Linked DNA regions of Manis javanica: region 1 is linked to region 2. A link is a contact called in public Hi-C data. All regions are on one chromosome and are shown on one strand. The core of a region is the stretch at or near the end of the contact, and the rest is flanking DNA. Distances in the headings are between cores, read along the strand shown. Region 1 holds the start of CHCT1 (CHD1 helical C-terminal domain containing 1). Region 2 holds the start of ZNHIT3 (zinc finger HIT-type containing 3).

Region 1 (6,882 bases), core at 913-3,412, 310 kb after region 2:
GCCAGATAGGGAAGAGAAAGGCCTCCCACCTGCAGGCCCTGTCCTGACAGCTCTTATCCTTTATTAGGAGAATGCGTCCTTTCCGCTGGGTGAGGGCTGGATGTAGGCTGTTGGCAAGGGATGCAGTCCTTCAGAAGTACTGGGCATTGTCAAGGATCTCATTGGTCTTCTGCTTAGTCCCTGGTTTCTTGGGTTGGGTCTGGGATATGGTTAGTTAGTCCTAATACTCCCAGGCCTTCTTCCTCCACTTGTTTCTCTCCAGACTCGTTAGTCTTCCTGGCATTTCTCACACTATTTCCATTTGAGGCTTCCATGAAATCAGATATAAAAACCCATCTGAGAAGCCACTGTTGGGAAGGTTCACACCCTTATCAGTTCCTAACTTCTTTGAGGCCACAGATGTTTCAATTATCTGATGAAGACTATGGTCCTCAAATGCAATTTGCTAGTTAAGAATTTTAAAGGGGTTGTTGATTCCCTCAAGCCCGTCCCGTGTTAAGAGATTCTGCCTTTCACAGTAATTCAAGCTCTAGTGGCCTTGGAGTGGCTTTATCCACTGAAGTCAGGGCACACAACAAGAATTTTGTGAGCTCTACCATGTGCACTGGGGATAAGACTGAGACATGATGAGAAGGAAACTGGCTGGTCCCATCAAGGAACATGCCAGCCTGCATAAAGTGGAGGGTGGTCAAATTAACACCCCCACCATCTCCACCCCCACCCCACCTGCCTGAAGTACATGGTACATAGGGTTTTCAAATTTAACATTGGAGGAATAACTGTTGAATGAGTTGACTTGCCCTGTAGAGTCATTTTACACTGACTAATTGAATTCTGAAGGATGTTTCCTAAAGGCAATGGATTTTTGTTTTGTCTTAGTTAATGGTTGAATATGGAGCCATTAATTCCTGGCTGCTGACAGGTTCAACTGTCTCTTCAGGTTACTCCCTAAGGTTGGTAAGAAACTGTTATGGGAATAGGGCAGGCAACCAGAGTCTAGGACTTGCTGAAGGCTCTGGGAAGGAAAAGAAGGGGTGAAGCGGGGTGAAGGAATGGGCAGGGACGGATAAACCTTGAGGTTCTGACGCTTTTTTCCCCCTTCTGAATTGTAGGTATTATTTGGGGCAGGAGAGTATATTTGAATTGAATATATATATTCAATTCCTTGTTTTTTTTTACTGTTTTTTTCCAGTCTTGGTCCATATTCTTGTTCACTTATGTAATGAGTTACAATGTAATACTTTTATGCTGTTTTTAAACTTAGCGTTGTATGTTTTTAATTCCTTACAAGTAACTTTTAAAAACATAGCTGCCCTTTCTGACTGTAAATGTAAAACATATTTTTTTAAAACGGCAGACAATATGCAAAGAAAGTGAAAAGTCGCCCTTGAAATTTTGAAAGGTATCCTTAAAGACTTTTTTCTGTGTAAATATAAATACATACTTAGAAAAATAGATAATACCATACAGTTTTCCATATAGAGTAGTAATTTTAAGTTTAAAATTTTAATTAGTATTATATAGAGTAGTATTCTAATAATTCCTATTTTAGTAGTAGAGTGTTTTTAAACATTAATTTTAACTTTAGTATTTCACAGCATAGTACTTTTAAGTATGGGTGTACCACAGTTTAATTACCTTATCCTATTGATGACGCTTCAGTTTTTTCCAAATTGTCACCATTGTAACAGTCCTGCTACATCCATCTTCTTTCCTTAGCACAAATTCCCAGAGGTATAATTTGTGTGTCAAAGGGAATGCATAGTTAACATTTTGCATTACCTTGTTTACCAATTCCCATTCCCAGCAGAAGAGTATAAGAGAGCTCCTTCTCCTCACTCTTGCCAATTTAATTATCCTTCTTAACGGTAGCAAAATAATCCTGAATTAATGCTCAGAGAACAGACCTTTCCGTTTGGAGGCAGAGCCACAACCGTCCTGCCGCGCCCCGACCCTGCGCCTGCGAAGGCCGGGTAGGAAGACGGCCAACCTGGGTGGGAAACACGGGACGCCGGGCCCACAGCACACGGAGGCGAGGACCGCGGCGCTCCGGGCGGCAGGCGCGAGCGCGGGGAGCGGACGCGGGCCGCCCGCCCAGCGCCGTCGCCGGCCGCGCGCGCTGAAGGACGCGAGGGGCAGCCAGGGCCGCGCTGGGGGCCTGGCGGCGGCTGGGACCCGCCCCCGCGCCTCAGCGGACGCGGAGGCCCCGCGCGCCTCAGCGGCGCCCCCGGTCTCCAGGACCGCAGTTCGGCCCAAACTTCCTCACCCCCCCTAGTGGCCGCCGGCCTGGGACACCGTGCGGGCCTCTGCATCTCGGCTCCTCTTCTAAGGAATGGGATCGCTACCGGTACCTACCTCAGGGAAGACTGTTGCGAGGGTTGACATAATACACGGTGGCTAGTATTTTTGTACCCTTCCACTCCCCAAAAATACCTCCAATACCGTCATCCAACACCCACCACAACTGGCTTATTAACTTCCTGGAGGCCACAGGGGGGTAGAAGAGCTCTATCTCGGGAGATTTACTGTATTCCATTTTCTCAATGCACCCTCTAGCCCTTAGTCCCAAATCCCGAGAGGAAAGTTACAAACCCCGGTCCGCCGTCTCGGGAAGCGCACGATGTAACGGGGGGGGGGGGGGGGGGGGGGGGGGGCGGGGGGAGGCCTGAATGGTACTCACGCGAGAAAATTACCTCACAAGCCGTACCAGGGTTCAAAATCAACAGCAACTGACAGTTCTCTTGGGAGAAGGGGTACAGCCCATCCCGACCGGCCGTGGGCTCTGACAAAGTCCCAGCTCTGCCTCACACATCTTCACGCCCCCCGTCCAGCTCACAGTTGGCAGGCAACGGCCCGGCGACCACCCTAGGAACGGGTGGGTCGGGAAGGGCTCTGTGTGACAGCTGCCACGGTTTCCCTCCGCGTTCTGGAGCCAACCCGGCCGGTCCCTGGGTCACCTGGGTCACAGAAGCAGCAGGTCAGCAGCCTGAGGGGACATGAGGAGTGCCACTCTGGAGCCCACCAGTGCACCTACTGAGATGGAGGCCTCAGATGGGCGAGAGGGTGAAGGGGACGAGCCTCTAGAGAAGGTGAGGGGGCTGGGGATGTGAGGGAGGGGAAAAAGGAGAGTCTCTGAGGGCCGGTTTTGGAAAGCAGAGAATAGGAAAGTCAAGGAAGAAGAGAAGGAAAACAATGATGAGGTACGTGAGTTAGCAAGAGACTAAAGGAACAAGAGAAGATGAATTCATTCAGATATTTATCAAGGACATGTATTCCTGGACGTGACTGTTGGTTGGTTATGAAGAGACAAGGGCCCGTGTGTGTGTGTGTGCGTGCATGGTTGTGTGGTGTGGTGGTGTGTTAAAGGAGGTGATCACCTAGAGTCCCCTCTCTCGGGGGCCTAGAGAAGCCTGTATCCCATACCCTCTCTATCTACCCCCATCTTTTTTCTTGGTCTCTGCCTTCAGGGTGGTCTGGGCTTGGATCTTTCTTGTTCCCCTGAACACAAGCAGGAATTAATGCCCATTTTTCTGAAAGTCTTTTAAAAGGTCAGGTGCAAACCCAGCCATGTCAATCTAACCCTGCACTCTGACTTCAAGTATTATTTCGGTCACTCCATCTTCATTAATTTTCAGCCTTTTTTGCTCCACTTTTCCCCAGAAATTTCCTTCTCGTGATTACCATCACCATCACATGTTTTTCTGAGTACCCAGTAGGTAGCATGACACGATGCTAAAGGTTAGGGATACAAAGAGGTGGGCCTGGGAAGTGGATACTCAATAAATGTTTGCTTGGTGGATGAGTTAATGAATCCCTGCTCATTCTCCCAAGGAGTTACTTAAATCTCTTGCTGCCTCAGTGTTCTCATCTATAAAAAGGGATAATGATATCTAACCTCACAGAATTTATGGTAGAATAAAACGAATGTTTACCAAGTGCATTGCAAAATTTGTTAGTATACTATGCTATAATTATTATCAAAGAAATTGGGGGGAACATTCTAGAATTTCTCAGCCGGGATTCTCAAAAATGGGTTTCTTTGCCCAGAGTTCACTCACCTCAGGGCTGGGTCAAGGAATACGTCATAGGGAAAATGGAGAAGGACTTTGACTGGCATTTGGACCAGTGGTTGCCCAGCACTGCTGCCCTTCAGGAGCAGCAGCCTAAGCCCCCCAGCCAACCGCTGCCCCTGCCTCCCCACAGGTGGCAGCTGTACCCTACTTAGAGGAGAGCTTCAGCACCATCCCTGCTAGAGTCTCCCTGGTGTGCCATGCCATGGGCCTCAGCCAGGATGCCTTCAAAATTGTGAGTAACAGGCCAGCTCAGGACCCAGGTCCCTGCTCCACACAGGTCAGGAGACCTGGGTCAGCAATTGGTGGACCTCAGCCCATAGCTCACCACCCCACTTGCCACACTCTCAGGAAGGAAGTGTGTAAGAGGTTGACTAGAACCTCCTCATCTAACATGTGTGCCCCTTCCTAGGCCACAAGGGCTGCAGCTGAGCCAACCTGCTGGTTCCTTGGGGCTGTCCATCTGCCTCTTCTTTTCTCCAATGGCCTCTCACTTCACCTGTTACCTCCTCAGTGTAAAGAATATCTGAGGCCACTGAAGAAGTTCCTGCGAAAGTTGCACCTGCCCAAGGACGTTCCCAAGAAGAAGCAGCTAAAGTACATGAAGCAGAGCCTGGTGGTCCTAGGGGATCACATCAGTGCCTTTCTGCAGCACTACTGCCAAGCCTGGGAAATCAAGCACTGGAGGAAGTAGGGCAGCCTCCTGGCCCTTCCCATCACATCCACTCCTGGGCCCCTCCCTCTAGATTTGAGGCCACACCTCAGTCAAGATCTGCTAGTCCTTCATCTTTCTGTGAAAGAGTCAGGATCCTGAAGTGAGCATGGTAAAGAGGGGTGGAGAGAACAGGATCCTCTAGTCACTCCAGCAATGATGCACTGTGGCTGTCCACACAGTGCAAAGAGCTCTCCTGACCCTGAGGAGAATAACCTCTGATTGAACAACTACCAGGTGGTGGGGGTGCTCATCACCAGGACAGGATGTTCCAGGCCTGGCAAACTCCATTTCTTTATGCCTCCAACAAAACACAAAGAAGGCAGCAGTGCATGGTCCATTCTTCCTGGGTGGGTGCCCGCCACAGGACAAATGCTGGAGGGAGAGGGGTTGTGCTCTGCCTTCCTCAGCTGTGGGTTTCTCCCCTGCAGGATGCTCTGGCGATTTGTCTCCCTCTTTTCAGAACTGGAGGCAAAGCAGCTCCGCAGGCTCTACAAGCACACCAAGAGCAACCAGCTGGCCAAGTTTCTGGTAAGGCTCTTGGGAGAGCCCCTTCCGGGCCCAGCTTGGGGCTGGCTGGTGTGTTCCTGGATTTGGGGGTGGGGGAGCACCTGGAGCTGAAGGGCCCTCTGATATAACCAGTGCCCCTCCTCCTTCCCATGGCTCGCTGCCTGAGGAAGACCCCTCTGCCCCTACCTCTCCCTACAGAAGCTCAGCTTCAGGTTCTCAATATTTATTCACCCTCCATACACACCCCCTGATGTTAGCAGGGGCAGGGACATCCCTGGGGAGCCATGGGTGGGGACAGTTGAGGCCAGGCAGAAGGGCACAGCCAGCATGGAGGAAGGCTCCAAACACTGTGGACAGAGCCTGGCCTGGCTTTGTTCCAAAACAGTGATTCTCAAAAGCTTTGGCATCAGGTCATTTCTAACTTCTTAAAAATCTCTGGGAAGCCCCAAAAGCATTTGTTTATATAGGTTATATCTATTGATAGTTGCCCTATTAGAAATTAAAGCTAAAGAAAAATATTCACAATATGTATTTATTAATCCATTTAAAAATAAAAACAAGAAGTCCATTGCATTTTAACATAAACATATTTTTATGAGAAATAGTATTTTCCAAAACAAAAAAGTTATTGAGAATAGCAGCATTGTTTTACATAATTTTTGCAAATTGCTTCAGTGTCTGGCTTAATTGAAGACAGCTGGACTCTTGAACCTGCATCTGCAGCCCGTCCCTTAGGATATATTGATTTGGTTGAAGTATATGAAGAAAACCCAGACTCATACAGATAGATTATGTTAGAAAAATAGGAGTATTTTATTAGCGTTTTCAGATAATAGCAGATTTTTTTTTTGGATATCACACCAAAATTCAGTAAGCGGCCGTTACTTACTTGCAATATGGAATCTGAAATTACATTAATGAACGTTTTCAATAGGCTTTTATAAAAACAGTGTTAGGTTTATAGAAAAACTGAGTGGAAAATACAGAGTTCCCATATGCCAACCCCTCCTGTTTCCCTTATTACTAACTTCTTGTAGTAGGTAATTTGTTACCATTGATGAGCCAATATTGATACATTATTAACTGAATAATGTCTGTAGTTCATATTAGGGTACACTCTCTGTGTTGTACATTCCATATGCTTTGACGAATGTACAATGACATATACCCACCATTGTAGAACCACACATTGACGAATGTACAATGACATATACCCACCATTGTAGTACCACACAGAATAGTTTTGCTGCCCTAAAAACTCTGGGCTCCAACTATTCATGCCTCCCTCCTTCCCTCCAAGGCCCCTGGCAACCACCAACCATTCTACTGTCTCCATAGTTTGTCTTTTCCAGAATGTCATGTAGTTGAAATCATACGGTATGTAGCCTTTTCATTCATATGAACTTTTCACATTATGTTACATTTGAATCCATTGGTTTCTCTCTTGTACCTTCAGTGGATCCCAATTTTCAGGGGGGTCTGCAAAGTCAAAAACTATTTCAGGGACCCCCAGAGGTTGACAGAGCATACTTCGAACTCACAAAATAATCACCATAGGTAACAATTTCTACATGCCAGGGACTTTATGTT
Region 2 (6,165 bases), core at 2,124-4,623:
TACCTAAATTCTTTAAATTCTGCAAAGAAACTCTGTCTTCTTCCTCATCACTATTGAGAAAATCACCTACAGAGTCATCGTCATCTAAAGAATATATAACACATATATATATATAACATATAATTAACACAAATATATATAACTGTGACTAAAATGAAAGCCGAGGACCAGATTTTACCTACTCTAATAAACACATGCACACATACAGTAACAGGTGTGTAAGCAGGCACAGACAAAACAAAAATAACCTCTTTTCTCTGGAATTTTGTGACTGCACAACACTCTTAGGGAAGTGAAAGAACTGGTGGGTCTAACAAATGCATCTAAGTATTCACACACTATGTTTCTCTGGTCTTTGGGCTTAGAGCCTGACTCCAATTCTTATCACCCTACTTCCCCTCATTATGGCTCCAGCCCTGTTATGAGCCAAAAACTTAGATCCTCTATAAAAACCTGCCAATGTGAATCCCCTGTGCTTTCAGCATGGACAAATTTCTGGCACTGCCTGAACCCAACAAGCTTCTCAAAGGGCAGAAACGGGCGATCCCCTTGGTGTGAATGTTCAATACCTCTGGTGGCGCCAGGAGGGGTTGCTTTCAGAGCCTGGCATGGTGCATGACACCCATAAGGTATTAAAGGAGAGGTTGGCTGGCTGGCTGGGATAGCAGCCCACGCTCCTGCTATAAGCTATGAGAAACCCAGAGCAGCAGCAGGCGACCTAGGCCACAAGCAATCTCCCTGCTGGACCCGGCTCAGGTGAACTGACAGCCCCAGCCAGGCCCATGGTTGTAGACCTGAAAAGCCATGACTGAAGACTCTCAACAGCAAGGTCCACCCCTCACCCCCAAACCACCACTTTGGCCATTCTCCCATCTGCTCCCATACTTCTTGTCCTGAACACTGGCTTCGGGCTGCTCTGTGGTACCCCCCACCTCCTGATGACAGGTGCCCCCACTCCTGGTGCTCAGGGCCAAGGCAGCTGCTGCTCCCTAATGAACCCATCATTATCCACTCCCTGCCCCAGCCCAAGTCTCTTCTTTCCTTTCCTTCCGATGTTTTCTATTTGAACCCTTTCCCAGGTTTTGTTTGTTTGAAGTCAGTTAACCCACCTTCATCTTCCACAGGCTTTATACTTTTTACAATAGCAGCTGATCTTATTTTTTTCTCGCCAGGATGAGTTTCAGGATTGCACTGCTCTGAAAGAGACACAGATCTCAGGTGCACATCACCTCCATCTGAGTGACAAGGCGGCACCTCCCCACCAAGGCAGCATCTAGGTGGGAAGTGTATGTGCAGGGTAAGGGCTATGAGTGGGGTGGAGATGGATAGAGAGAATGTGAAAGATCAGATCAAGGGGCAGTATAAGAAAAAGAACAAGCCATCGTGGGCCTGGTGGAAGGGCTGAGGGAACAGACCTCATGCATCTGTAGGGTCTGTCCCCTTCCTCACTGCCCTAATTGTGGCTTTCACCACAATCAAGTGGCACACTATTTTCAATTAGCATCAAACTATTTTCTCAGCAGTTTCAGATAACAAATTTGCATGCACCATGTGCTACTGGGAATACACATGTGAAAGTCCTCAGGCCCCTCTCAGAGGGGTTCAGTCTTATGGCTGACAGCTAGAAACACGGATAAAATGAGTCTGATCTAATTCATGTGAGAAAGCCAAGAAGCCAACCAAGAGGAGTCTGGCAGGGAGAGGTGTTGCCAGGTGGAGAGTGCATTCCTGGCAGAGGGGTCTATAGCAGGACCCGACCCTTGAAAGAATAGGGGCAAACGCAAGGAGACGGTGATGAGCAACTGCCAGCTGATTAGCAAGGCAGGCCTGGCAGGTGGCTGGGGCACAAGCAGAAGCAGCAAAAGACCACAACACAAGGGAGGTTCACCTTTCTTCCCAAGACAGAGTCTCTCAGCAAGGGTGCTGCTGTATTAGGGCAGAAAGGTATTTAATGCTGTAGGATAGTCTGACTCCCGCAGTATGTCTGAGTCAATACCAGTTAACCTCAGTACGGCCAACCCCTCCTCAACGACAGTGACAACAAACACAATGTGACCCTCTGTCTCCCTAGAAACCTCAGTACGGCCAACCCCTCCTCAACGACAGTGACAACAAACCCAATGTGACCTTGTCTCCCTAGAAACCTCAGTACAGCCAACCCCTCCTCAACGACAGTGACAACAAACACAATGTGAATGAACCTCTGTCTCCCTAGAAAGAGCAATACCCAGCTTAACAACCACTGACCTCCTTTGCTAGAGAGAGGGGTTTTCAACGTGGATGTGAATTACTCTAATTTACATTTCAGAAAAATCACCCTGGCAGTAGCAGGACCAGATAGTTAAGAGCTCCTGCCTGACCTAGGGGTTCGTGGAGGGACCCCACAGGGCTGCAGGGCTAGAGGGAAGTGGTCCAGGCACGGCTCCCCAACCCCATTTCCAACAAAGCGATTCTATCTATCTTGAGCTGAAAATGCTCCAGATACTAAGGTTTAAAAAAAAAACAACAGGGCCAAAGACCGGAGGGGATGAAGTAGAAGCAGCAATGGGGAAGTTTAATGTCACAGTAGGAAGCATGAGGTAGTGGAAAGGGTCCCCGGGTACTGAGACGAAGTGCGGGATTGGAGAAAGAATTAAAATGTAGAGCTGACAACATTAACAGCCAACAGCATCGCTCCTTGCAGTACATCTCTCTCTAATACCTCACTGTTCTAACAAGACATTATTTTTTAAAAAAAGAAAACATTAACTTTAGCCATCCAGCTTCTTCCAATAATGAGGGGCTGCGTCAGAACACTAAGATGAAGAAAGAGCCAGGGTCGACTTTTGCGGTCATGATAGTCGCCTATTTTTAAGGGGGAAAAAAAAAAGGACGGTACATAGAAGGAAAGTCAGAGCAGAAGTTTCTCAATGTTCAAAATCCGGAGATGCACTCACAGGCAGAGGCCCTCCCACAGGATCGGGCGGGCGAGGCCCGGAGGGAGCGCGGCACCGAGACGCCGGCAGGGAGCGAGGGCTGCCCCGCACAGGGCGGGACGCAGGGCTGGGGCAGGGATGCCGGGGCCTTACCTTTATGCTTCCGGAAGCAAGTCACCGAACAGCTGTAACAGAGTGCACGGCCCGCGTCAGCCCCGACGGCCACGTGGACCCTCCCGCAGCCCCGTAGCCCCAGCCAAGCCCAACACTCGGCCCCCATCCTCGCCCTCCCGAGCTCACTAAGGTACGCGGCAGGCGGGGCAGCGGTATTTGGGTTTCTCCAAGCATATCACGCAGACGACGGTGCTACAACTGAGCGACGCCATGGCTTCTCCGGGAACAGGCCCCCACCCGGACACGCCTGGGCGGCCTCGGCTCCCACGTGCACTTTTCTCCGTTTCCTCACCAGGACCAATCGGTGAGCAGCACTTGCTGGCAGTCAAAGCAATGGATCGGGCCTGCTCATGGTTCCAGGCTCGATAAGTAAAAAGTCGATACACTCGATGCGCATCCAGTACGTTTTCCGGGATAGGTCACGTCGTGGAAGAATTTATGTAGCCCTGTCCCTGCCTCTGCGTGGCCGGGTGACTTGAAGCAAATCATCGTCACTGTCCGGTTCTGTTCCACCGCATGTAAAAAGAATTCGTGGGACAAATGCCCTTTACTTTCTGGCTTGGATTTTCTGAATCTCATACCAGCATGGGGTTCTCCTCGCACAAAACAAAAAAGTCCAGACACTGGCCGAAGTAGAATCCATTAGGTCACGTATTCTTCCCAGCCTGGGCCATATTTCTCAACAGGAAAGAAAGATGGAAAGTTTGGCCATGACAAATGTGGACAAATGTTTCTTGAGCTCCGTGAGCTCTGCCCTGCTAGACGCTGGGATGGGAGGCTACCTGGGGAGTAGCAGGCACAGTCCGCCTTCTGGGAGCTCAAGGCTTATAGTGCAGGCAAGATGGAAAGGTGGAAGGGAAGAAACTCAGTCTCAGGGTCTTGCTGGTGCTAGCCTGCACTTTTTACATCCTAGGCTTCCCACTTTTCCTTAGTCCCAGCCAGGGAACAGATGAGTGACCAATGGCCCAAAGGTGGGTATCCTGGCCTAACAAGTCCAGACAGGTGAACTATGATGGGCCTTGAATGCCACCTCAGGCTTTATTTAGGAATAGACAAAGCCATTTTTTATTGGGAGCCCTCCTCTTCCTCCAAGCCCTGAGGACAGCCAACCTAACCAGGGCTCCAACCCCACATGCACAGCTGCACCCCTCCTGCTTCAATGTCCAGGAAGGGAGGTGGCTCAGCTGTGATGGCAATGAGGTTGGTAAACCACCAAGAAACCAAGGAAACCAGTACAACTCCTTTGGGCAGTGACTAGCTAAGAGAAGAAAGGCAGATATGACTCCAGGACCAACAACTAAATGTTCACATTGACGAAGTCACCCTTGGCCGCACCTTGGCCGTCCCTGGACCGCTACCATTCTGGTCCCAGCAGCTGTCTAAGGCTGCCCTGTGCCTATTCGGCATCAGCCTGAGGCGTAGTGCTGGACTTGGAGGGAGTCTAGGTAACACGCCAGGCAGAAAGGTTTCGGAGCTTCGCCGTCTAGCAGGCAATGTCCTGCTCATTCAATCCCAGGCCTGGCGCCTAGCACCGCCAGAGGGCGCTCCAGGCCGAGACTGGCTCTGGTGTACCTGGAGCTCCAGCGGGACCTGAGCGAGCTCTCCCCGACACGGGGCGGAAGACGAGGCTGTCTCGCAGCGCAGGGGAATGACTCCCGGAGTTGGCCAGCACCTCCAAAACCGCCAAGCAACGGGAATGAGCGTGGAGAGTGCGGCGCCAAGGCAGACGATTGGCTGGGCAGGCGTCTCCTCCACGAAAGCGAGGTCTACGCCGGCCGAGGGCTCCAAATGAGATTTGGCGCAGCTCCCTGGTGCCCATCGCCCCAGGCTTCCCAGCCTTCCTGGGATGAAGGGGAGTGAGAGGGAGCGGAGGAGATCCAGCTGGAAGCTGGCCACCCACATTAGCGTGATGAAACTCCACAGGAGCTTTTGGCTTTCTAACCAGGGGGCTAGCCACTGCCCTGCCCCTCCCCAAAACCACGATGGGGCGCACAGATGAAGCTACTCCCCCCACATGGATTACATGTTGCCCTTCTGTGAGACAGGAGGTTGATACGGTTGGGCTCTCTGTGCTGCCCTGCTAAACTTCAACTCTAACACCCCTCTCTGTCCCCAGGCATGGGGGACCCAGGACCAGCACTAAGAGAAGAAAGCGACTGCTATGCAATCCTTAGGGGACCTACTGCCATGTTCTCTTCTGTTCCCCTCCATTTGCCCTCTGGCATCCAAGAGAGTAGCTAGGATGTTAAAGTGAGTGAAGTTGCTGGTAGGAGCCAAATAAAGGAGGCCTGGCGTCTGGTGGCGTGGACCTAAGTCAGTGGTTTCCAACTCTTTGTATGTTTTTTCATAGTCATGAAATGGCATTCATTCCCCCCAACCATAGAAAATGACAGTCTGACCTACAGTTAGACTTCAAGGAGAACTTCCAAACAACAAAAGAGAAAGTAACAGCATTATCCCAGAAGTGTTAGGCAAGCACAGACAGCAGATGTCACCATTGTTTCATAAACACACTCACCCTATTGTACACAACCCCACACTTCTTTCCTCACACCCTCTCCCACTCACAAATCCACATATATCTCCCATCCCCTAGGACAAACAAAGATCAGTGGAGTCAGGACTACCCAGTCAGATTCTTCAAGAAGCTCTAAGGAAGGGTCCCATGTAGAGAGAGAGGAGCTGGGGCTCTGCACAAACCTCTTACCTCCATTCCACCTCCCACATGGCAGAGATGCACAGGAATTCTGTTCAGTGAGGAGCAGGAAAGAGGAATCAAGGCACCGAGTTTCCTTCCCTATCTTTTAAAACTAAAGACAAAATGAAGACTTTTCAGACAAACAAAAGTCATGAGAGATCTTCATAGCAGATCCGCACAAGGAAGTTATTCAGGCAAAAGGAAAATGATACCAGATGGAAACTAAAATCACAATGATACCACCACACACCCAGTAGAATGACTAAATTAAAAAGACCAGCAACTCCAAGGGTCCCCCTCAAATTCATGTTGAAATACTAACTGCCAATGTGGTGGTGTTATATGATGGGGCTTAGGGGAATAGTTAAGGTCATGAAT

The links. A called contact is a pair of places that touch in the nucleus more often than the background predicts.
Region 1: a Hi-C map of blood shows a contact between it and region 2, with 3 times the contacts expected there. The contact joins the promoter of CHCT1 here to the promoter of ZNHIT3 in region 2. A contact is called at or near these places in 2 of 2 Hi-C or Micro-C datasets (blood and fibroblasts).

What each region holds. Positions count from the first base shown.
Region 1 is chr4:145,347,146-145,354,027 of MJ_LKY, forward strand. It overlaps CHCT1 (CHD1 helical C-terminal domain containing 1), which reads left to right and starts at 2,163. Exons shown (of 7, transcript XM_073235296.1): 1 at 2,163-2,393; 2 at 2,832-3,089; 3 at 4,204-4,305; 4 at 4,585-4,760; 5 at 5,214-5,313. The coding sequence starts at 2,997. LOC108390928 (a long non-coding RNA gene) reads right to left here and starts at 2,140. Exons shown (of 3, transcript XR_001851635.3): 1 at 1,908-2,140.
Region 2 is chr4:145,034,449-145,040,613 of MJ_LKY, forward strand. ZNHIT3 (zinc finger HIT-type containing 3) reads right to left here and starts at 3,374. Exons shown (of 5, transcript XM_017639654.3): 1 at 3,216-3,374; 2 at 3,069-3,100; 3 at 1,110-1,196; 4 at 4-84. The coding sequence starts at 3,301.